Regions from separate parts of the Zea mays genome. Here region 2 is linked to region 1. The links are chromatin contacts, called in public Hi-C maps. All regions are on one chromosome and are shown on one strand. The core of a region is the stretch at or near the end of the contact, and the rest is flanking DNA. Distances in the headings are between cores, read along the strand shown. Region 1 holds the start of LOC100279153 (C2 domain-containing protein At1g53590). Region 2 holds the start of LOC100285015.

Region 1 (4,287 bases), core at 476-2,975:
AGGAAATTGTCTACAATAAGGTTTTTGGATTGTTGAACAATTAGACAAATTCCAGTTTAAATTCCGAATATAAATCATGACAAAATCACAAGCACTGAAATAACAAGCCAAATCAGATGATGCGTACTGATTAGACTTACTGATAGATGGCACGCGCCGGAATCAGCAGGGTCGACGATGTCGAAGTAGCGAAATCAGCAGGGTCGACGAGGTCAATCAGATCACGAGCAGTCGCGTGAAGACGCTTCCCAAAAACCTTATTCGGCCTCTCCTGGTGCAGGATCTAGAAGGCGAAGGGTTCCGGAGACCTGCTCTCCTAATCGCAGATGCACCTCTACAATCGGGACGAAGAGAACTGGAAGGCGGCTCAGGGCGACCCCCCGTGCTTATCCGCCACGAAAATCTCGCAGTAGCCGCGCCCCCGCAAGGCGAGGGGCCGGATTTCGGCGGACCATTCACGCGCATGTCGTGCGTCCGCGCCCTTCGCCCCGCCCCGCCCCGCCCCGGCCAGGCGAGCGCGCGCGCGTGGCTCTCCACACTCTCTCCTCTCATCCATGACTTGGTGAGTGAGTGTGACTTTCATATTTAAGCTAGCTCTACTCCACTAGAGCTAGCAATATGGTGCTAATGGTTCCACCTATCCTCTAGCCATCCCCTTGTATGGGCTTTTGAGATTTTCTGGGATTTATTTGAATTTATTAATTGGGCCAAGCCCATAAATCCTAACACTAGCGAACATGAATATCTCCAGCATCTTAAGTATGATAACGATTTGCTTTCGTCAACGCTATGACTAAGGCCCGTTTTGGTCAGACATGACGTTCTCATGGGTTAATGACTCGATCAGCAACCAAAGACAGCGTGTTCGTCAATTTATCTCTAACCTTTACTAGCTCGTAACAATGCAGCTGAGTCGAAAACAAGGAGGGGAATACATGAAAGTCCACAAAAAAATTTAAGACGAGCAATATATAAATCGAACACCTAAATGTAGCGGTGAAGAAACGGGAGCCAGAGTTTGACTAATTCATCGAGTTCTCGGCAACAACGGGGGACCGAAGCAATCGGTCCGAGGCAAGAAGGAGAGAGAGAGAGAGACTCCGGCGGGCGGGTGGATGGAGCATGCGCACTCACCGCAAATATGTACAGGAGCCCGACGAGGAAGAGCGCCGGGTGCGTCCAGCCGGATGCCGCGGCGACCCAGAGCGCCGCCAGCACGAGCGCTGCGTGGTGCACCACCGTTACCTCCGTGATATCCATCGCCGTGAGGTCTACAGCCGCCGGCAACCTCTTCCTTCCGCTGGTGCCCGGCCCGGGCACCCACTCCGTCCGCGCTACCGCTACTGCTCTCTCTGTGTGTTTTAGTTTCTCAAGACGGGCGGAAGCGGAACACCGTGCGAACGTTATGCATGAGTGGCCCCGATGCCTGCGTCGAGGAAGGGGAGCTGAATCGGCGGGGCGAGGTGGGAGGGAGGCCAGGTCACGGGCCCACAGGGGAGAAGAAGCGGCGGACGGTGAGCGGAAAGGCGGCCGGATGGACGCGGGGCCGACGCGGGAGCCGATGTGGGCGTGGGGCAGGGGCCGCGGTGGTGTCCTGCGTGCCCTCTCTGGCTCTCTCGCACGGTCTCACGCGCCGACCGCACCCCGAGCAGCGGATGTGGGAATTATCATCACCCACCGCACGCTCCGCTGGTTTGTTCGGTTCGGTCATGGGCGGCGGTCAGATGATGAGAAATACTAGTACTTCCGTATATATTTCTATACGAGCTGGCTGCGTGGCGCGGCAGCGGACCGCGGGGGAACGTGGCAGCTAGCGGGCTCGTCACCTGGTCAAGCTGAGCGGGCACGTGGCGGCGCAAATGGGAGGGGGGAGCCGGGGAGGGCAAAATTTTTTATTTTAGCCCTTTCAAAAAGTTACGTTTTCGTTCGCGGTTCGGTGTCGTTCCGGTCACTGCGTCATCATAGAAGCCATGTGGTACTACCTCGGTATCGAGTTTTTCTTTGCTATTATTGTACTTCTTTTAACATGCTTCTCTATTAGGGCAGGTACAAAACCAATTAATAACGTGTGTCTTGAGTCGTGTCTAGGGTTTTTTTTTTGCAAAAAAACAAAAAAGTCGACTCTTGACGAAGGAACGGTTTCAGACCGCGGCTCGACAACGAAGCAACAAAGGCGTATCTGCCTTGTACGTAAGGAGTCGTTTCTTCCCGATCTATTGTGCCCATTCACCATTTCTCCCGTCACTTTCCCCACCGCCGCCACACTCGACTCCTCCGCAGTGTGCCGCCGCCGCTGTCTACTACCAGATTCGCCGTCCATCCCTCCTCTCCCGGCAATGGTACGACCAAGAAAGAGCTGGTCGGGTCTTTCCCCTGCTGCCGGCGGCCCCAATCTCACCCGCGCGGCAGAGATGAACCGCTCGGTGCCCCGGCTTCCTGCCTGCTTCTACAACAGCGGCAACCTTCGGATCCTCTCCGACAGCAACGTCCAGGACACCTCACTGGTGGGCACTCGACGACCATTCACCCCCATTCACCCCACTGCTCGTGCTTCACCCACAACAAGCACATTCAGTTCTCTCAACAATGGATCTTCACCATCGTTCTCTGAACTGCTGCACAGGTACAACTATGAGATTAGATTATTTCTCTGAACTGTTGCATAGTTCTCTGAATTGCTGCCAGATTATTTCGTTGAGATCATTTACTAGTTCTGATGACTGAAGTGGTTAGCAAAAACTGATTGGTAGATTATTTTAAAAATTACAGTTCTAATGGTTTTATGTGATACATGGTGGAAGAGCAACCACAAAACTGCTCAGAGAATGAACACCTAGGAGCAACATCACATGTTATTCAGATTGATGATAAACCTGATGAAATTAGGAAGGAGACAAGACTAATATGGAAATCAGATGAAGATGTTAGAGTGGTAATTATTTTTCCAATGCACTTTCAGTTTTTATTTTCTCACATGGAAGGGTACTTATTTGCTTGTGTGTCTTTTTCTTGTGTAGATGAGTGCTTGGCTGAAACATTCATTGATTCATTGAGTGGAAACAATAAAAAAGGAGATAAGTATTGGGAGGATGTGGTGAACGAGTACAATCTTACTACTGAGAAAATCAAATGGAGGACTAAAACTCAGGTAAAGGAGAGGTGGCACAAGTTAAATAGATGGATAAACCTATTCAATGATTGTTGGTTGAAAGCTATGAATATATACACTAGCGGGTATTCGGACCAAATGTGGATCGATAAAGCTCACAAGTTCTATGAAGAAGAAAATAAAGGGGTTCATTTTGTGTTTATGGATGTTTGGAACATGGTGCGTAATGAGGCAAAGTGGTTCTCTTATAATGACCATAGTAATAAAAGGAAGGAGATGGACAGCAGCAACCCTATAGTCGATGAAGCTGAAGACCTTGAGCTCCCGAGACCGATTGGGCAGCAGGCTGCTTATGATGCTACTGACAAGGTTGCTAAGAAGGGTGCTAAGAAGGCTGCTTATGATGCTACTGACAAGGTAAGACGATTAGATGAGTTAGACAGATTTGAAAAGATTCAAAATGGTTGCCATGCCAATCGTATGAAGGTTCTTGAAATGCAACATAAGATAAGCAATGACAAGATCGAGGCATCAAAATTATCTCTGCAAGCAGCAAAGGATGAGAAGGAAGCAAGGTTGCTGGAAAAAGAGTCCAAGATGCTAGAAACTTACGCTTGTCTCCTCAAGCAAGACATGTCTGCAATGCATGATGAAATCGTGTGAACCTGAGAAGCAGGTGTGGGATTTTATAACTGAAATGTGAACTGGAATTTATAACTGAAATGTGAACTGGATTTTATAACTCAAATGTGAAGCAGGCGTGTTTTTTTGGAACTGCAGATTCCCACACAGTCCAATCTGACATGCTATATATATACATATATATATATATATATATATATCCTGGGTGTCTGCAGATGCATTACCAAAGATGTCAGGAGCAAATAGACCACAAGAAAGTGCCAATTATTCACAGGGCGACGATGAAGAATTGGAGTTCAATGATGCTGACGACGTTTACACAGTAGAAGATCTTCTTGCTGAAGAAGAATTTCTATATAGCTTTCTTGATGGAATTGGTCAGGATATCATCTCCAATTTGCTAGAACAGTCGCCACAACGGAGATGCTACCGTAGAAGGTTTGTTCCAAGGCCTCGTCAGGTAGCAAATGCAGATCTTGTTGCTTGCTATTTTTCTGCTAATCCAATTTATACCGATGAGATGTTCCACCAGAGAT
Region 2 (4,287 bases), core at 644-3,143, 260 kb after region 1:
TAATAGTAAGGAGCTGTGTACTAAATAAAATAACAGAATTTAACACAGGTAAACAGCCTCAACAAAGAGAGATTTAATTAGGCACAAATAATATCAATGCTAAAAATGATAATACACTAAAACCCAGACTGTCACGTTGTCTCACTACACCGCTATCATCATCGAGCACACAAATCCGCCCACAACAGTGCAATCACACCCAAGTATTTAATACTAGCAGATTGCACAAAATTAAACAATAAATAAAGTGAGATAATGGGTAACTCACAGCACGTAGAAAATCTACGTGGGAAGACCAGCTCAGCGAACACAAGGTTCTGTCCCAGAAAACCAATTCCGCCGCCCACGTCCGGGCCTGTACGGCGGGAGGTTGACGGAGATACTAGAGCCGCTGCCGGAGCCGAGGGAGACGTCCACGGCACCAGCCCGAGAAGACGAACACCGCGCAGCAGGGAGCCCAGGCACCAGGCCACGGTGGACAATAATCAGAACAGACAGAGCACCACACAGGTGCACTGGTGAGACAACAGAGCGCAGGAGAACCTCGCTGCGCACAAGCAGTACCACCTCCACCTTTTTCCACCAGCAGGATTAACACCAGAACACCAAGAATCGAAGGAATCGATCCAAATCGTGACTGGAACCGAGAGGAGGAATAGGAACAGAGAGCTGGGATTTTTGGCGAGTTGCAGAGCAGGGAACAAGTTTCCATACTTAAGGAACCGAGGGAGAAACGGTTGCAGAAGGGCGGCGTAGAGATCGGCGAGCGCAGAACTGCTCGTCTTCAGAACGCCGCCGCCACCCTGCCTTTTCTCCGCTCACTCGCTCGCTCACGGCTGTTGCTGCTGCCCTAGTAAAACATGCCTCCGTGGTGGGCTGCTCGGCCACCGAGCCTTGAAGCGGCCCACCCAGCTGTTTTTTTTAATAATAAGGTGAAAACACAAAATCGGACAGCAGTACATACAAACCGGCCACGAGAGAGAAATCAGAGAGATGCCAAGGAAAACAAAACAGAACGAAGCACACACTGCTCACGCGCAAAGCAGTAGGGCCATGCCACCCAAAACAACCACCGGCGTCATCCACGCCGCGCTCCCTCTACCATCCGCGGCGACACTGGTGTCTTGTGCCCCATCCACCGCAGCGGACGGCTGCGCTGGCACATCGTCGCCGCTCTTTGGGACGCCCCCCTTGTGCCCTGGTGCCGCCTTTCCAGGCACCGGCGCCTCTGCAGACTGTCCTGGTGCCGGCGCAGAAGAAGCCGTGTGGAATAGCTGCGGGGGCAGCAGCACGCTGTCGACGGAGTAGACGGCGAACGGGAAGCGAGCGAACAGCGTGCTGCTGATGGGCACGTCGACGACGCCAGTGGAAAGGTTCACCAGGGGGTTCGTGGTGCTGGCGGTGACGTTGACACTGTACATGCCGGCGGGGCCCGACGCCTCGGTGTGCAGCGGGTTGCTGGCCGTCTGGAACGTGGCGAGGCTGTAGTAGCGGGGCAGGACGTGGTAGAGCAGCAGCTGGATCTGGTCTTGGTCTGCGAGGGCGTTGAGCGTGCCGGCGGCCTTGAGCTTGGCGAAGGCGTTGTCGTTGGGCGCGAAGAAGGTCAGGCCGTCGTACGAGTTCTTGAGTTGGCTGCTGATCTGTTCCGTTATCCGGGTGGCGTTCAGGAGGCGGAGCAGAGTGGTGTACTGCCCGCCATTTTCCAGGATGCTGGTCAGGTTGTTGTTGGTGGGCTCGGGTGGTGCCGCCGGGGCAGGAGCAGGAGCAGGGGCGACGTCGTCCGCAGCCGCTGCCAAGAGGGAAGGGAGGAAGAGAAGAAGCGGGATGACGGTGTGGCAGGCCATTAGTCTCGGGACGCTCTGGACTGGAGGCGACTAGCTAGGGTACAGTACAGTGAGCTACCTATAGTGTGTCGTGCGTGTGGTGGGTATTTGAAGAAGAGGAGGATCACATCACATGGCTCTCGTTCATTTCCATCGTACGTGCGCACGTAGGTTCGTGGTCCAGGCGGTGAAAATTTGGCCGCTGGCTGCGGTAGGCGTGGCGTGGCTGTCACCCGGGCGGCCGGAGGTGATTCACATTCCACAGGTCGTCTACCGCCGCTAGCAGCCAGCCCTTGTCATCCACCAGTACGTAGCATGCATGGAGTAACCACATAGCTATAGATGGACTGACAGCTCCTGATAAATGTTATAACTAACATGCCTCTCTTCGCAGACGACCAAATAATAATTGTTGCCCCTGTTGGTCAGCTGCTAGAGACGCATTAATATAATTGTTGAAGGTTCCATGTGAGTTTAATTCATCAGCGGTTCTCAACCACGAGAGCCGGAACGGAACAGAAACTCTTCCACGCTGGCGCTGGCGGTCGTGGCCGTCGTTCTGTCCGCGTTAGGTGCGACGAAAGCAAGAACAAGCTCGCCGCGGAGTTCAACGACGGCCTCGGCCGCCTCCTGGCCAACCTCGGCTGTAGCCTCCATGGCTTCCGCTACTCGCTTGCTGACCGGCCTGTACGGCTTCGCGAGTGCAACCTTTGCAAACCCATCGGCTGCTGGTATGTCCACCCATTGTACATTCAGTTTTGCTGACCTGACCATTACATATATATCGACGATTTTATGATGCAGGATTTGTGCGGAAGACCCTGCGAGAAGCGCAAGCATTTTACTGGTTCTGTCTGGGACGGCTCGTACCTGACGGAGGCCGACGCCAAGCTAGCCGGCAACGGTGGTCCGCCAAAGTTCACCGTGCCCCTTCAACAAGTTGGTGCACAGAAAATGACACATGTTTTCGTTTCATCTTTTGCATAAACCAAAATGCCCCGTGGCCTGTAGCAATAAGTTGCCAAAAGAATTGACGGAGAAGCAAGAAGAATCACCCTCGCTATTTCCTTGTCCACCAAACCAGTGTTGAACATATAAAACCCATTGCCACTGTCGCATTAAACATGATGTACGTCAAACTCAGAGTGACAAGCTAATGACCAGCCAACCAAATGCAGTTACTGCGCAACAGTTTATTTCCAGACAACAAAATACACCGAGGCAAACATAACATCACAAATCTGTATCGTCGAGAAAAAAATTTGCTTATCATGAGATTCACCAGCCCACAGGAGGAGGAACTCTGTATTTTCATTATCCTGCCAACAACCTAACTAATTTAGGGCAGGCTGCAATGGCAGCTTGGCAAGGACAAAACACCAAGCACAGACCTGGATTCATCCTTGTTACTCAGCTCAGCTGAACAAATTGGGAATGCAGGCCCCCGAGTCAGGGTTCTGCTGCTCCTTCCAGATACGGCCTGTGACGCGCAGCTTCAGCTCTTTCCTATCTCCACCTGAGAAGAAGAGAGCCATGTTGCGCTGAATTATTAGGCCGTCATGGCTGTCCCTAACCTTCCGGTGGCTGTCCCGGATGCTGCGGGGCGTTCCCTCCCATATCATCTTCCTGCCATTTGCACCAACCTCAAGGCTATAGCTGTAATTCCTAGAATCATTTTCGTCACCCATAAATCGTAGGAAAGCCATGTATACTGGTGCCAACCCAAGCTGAAATGCCTCAAAGTGCAAGCAAAAGTACTGCCCAAAACAATGAAACACCTACAAGGAGATAAGATAGATCAGACAAAATTCAATTGATTCAAAAATAGATAAAGCATAACTCTGTTATATATGATACTAGTGCATTGTAGTCAGAAAATCTTGTTTCACTATCTGGATACATAACATGTGTTTGGTTCATGTATTTCCAATGAGTGAAAAGAGCTGATCACGGGATAAGTAAACCCCTGTTATCTATATTCTATGTTAACATAAACTGATAAAACAAGGCATGAAGGCAATCAAGAAACCACTACAACTTAATTCCAATCATCTGCACTACTATAAATCTTATGTAACTGATTAAAAAAGAAAACAACCAAGAGATCAAGAAAACTACAAATGTATGGAGATGCTTACAGTTAGCATCCAGGTTGCATTTTCAACCTCTCTTGGGTTGGACTTGACATAGCGGTGATTAAATGTGCATCCAGAGTGCATGTCCACTTTATGATCATCTCGTAGATGTGCCACAAGAAAAGGAATATCCCCAACAACTGAACATTCAGAACCAGCATAAGGACAGTTGTATGGCCTAAAACTACACTGTGACTCATGGCTTAGTTTGCTGTAGTATGGGAAGACTTCTGGACATCCAAGAGAGTAGTATCTGCAGGGGAGCTCAAGTGATTCAGCCACTTTTTCTAATGCCAGACACCTGATGTCACCGAGCTCCTGTCGACAAG

Evidence for each region. Hi-C and Micro-C count contacts between places; a contact is called where the count stands out from the background.
Region 2: a Hi-C map of leaf shows a contact between it and region 1, with 5 times the contacts expected there. The contact joins the promoter of LOC100285015 here to the promoter of LOC100279153 in region 1.

What each region holds. Positions count from the first base shown.
Region 1 is chr4:226,945,005-226,949,291 of Zm-B73-REFERENCE-NAM-5.0, forward strand. LOC100279153 (C2 domain-containing protein At1g53590) reads right to left here and starts at 1,726. Exons shown (of 12, transcript XM_020552865.1): 1 at 1,135-1,726. The coding sequence starts at 1,260.
Region 2 is chr4:227,209,088-227,213,374 of Zm-B73-REFERENCE-NAM-5.0, forward strand. LOC100285015 reads right to left here and starts at 1,894. Exons shown (of 1, transcript NM_001366711.1): 1 at 977-1,894. The coding sequence starts at 1,844. The coding sequence ends at 1,032. It overlaps LOC100279741, which reads right to left. Exons shown (of 3, transcript NM_001152699.1): 2 at 3,962-4,287; 3 at 2,982-3,601. The coding sequence ends at 3,239.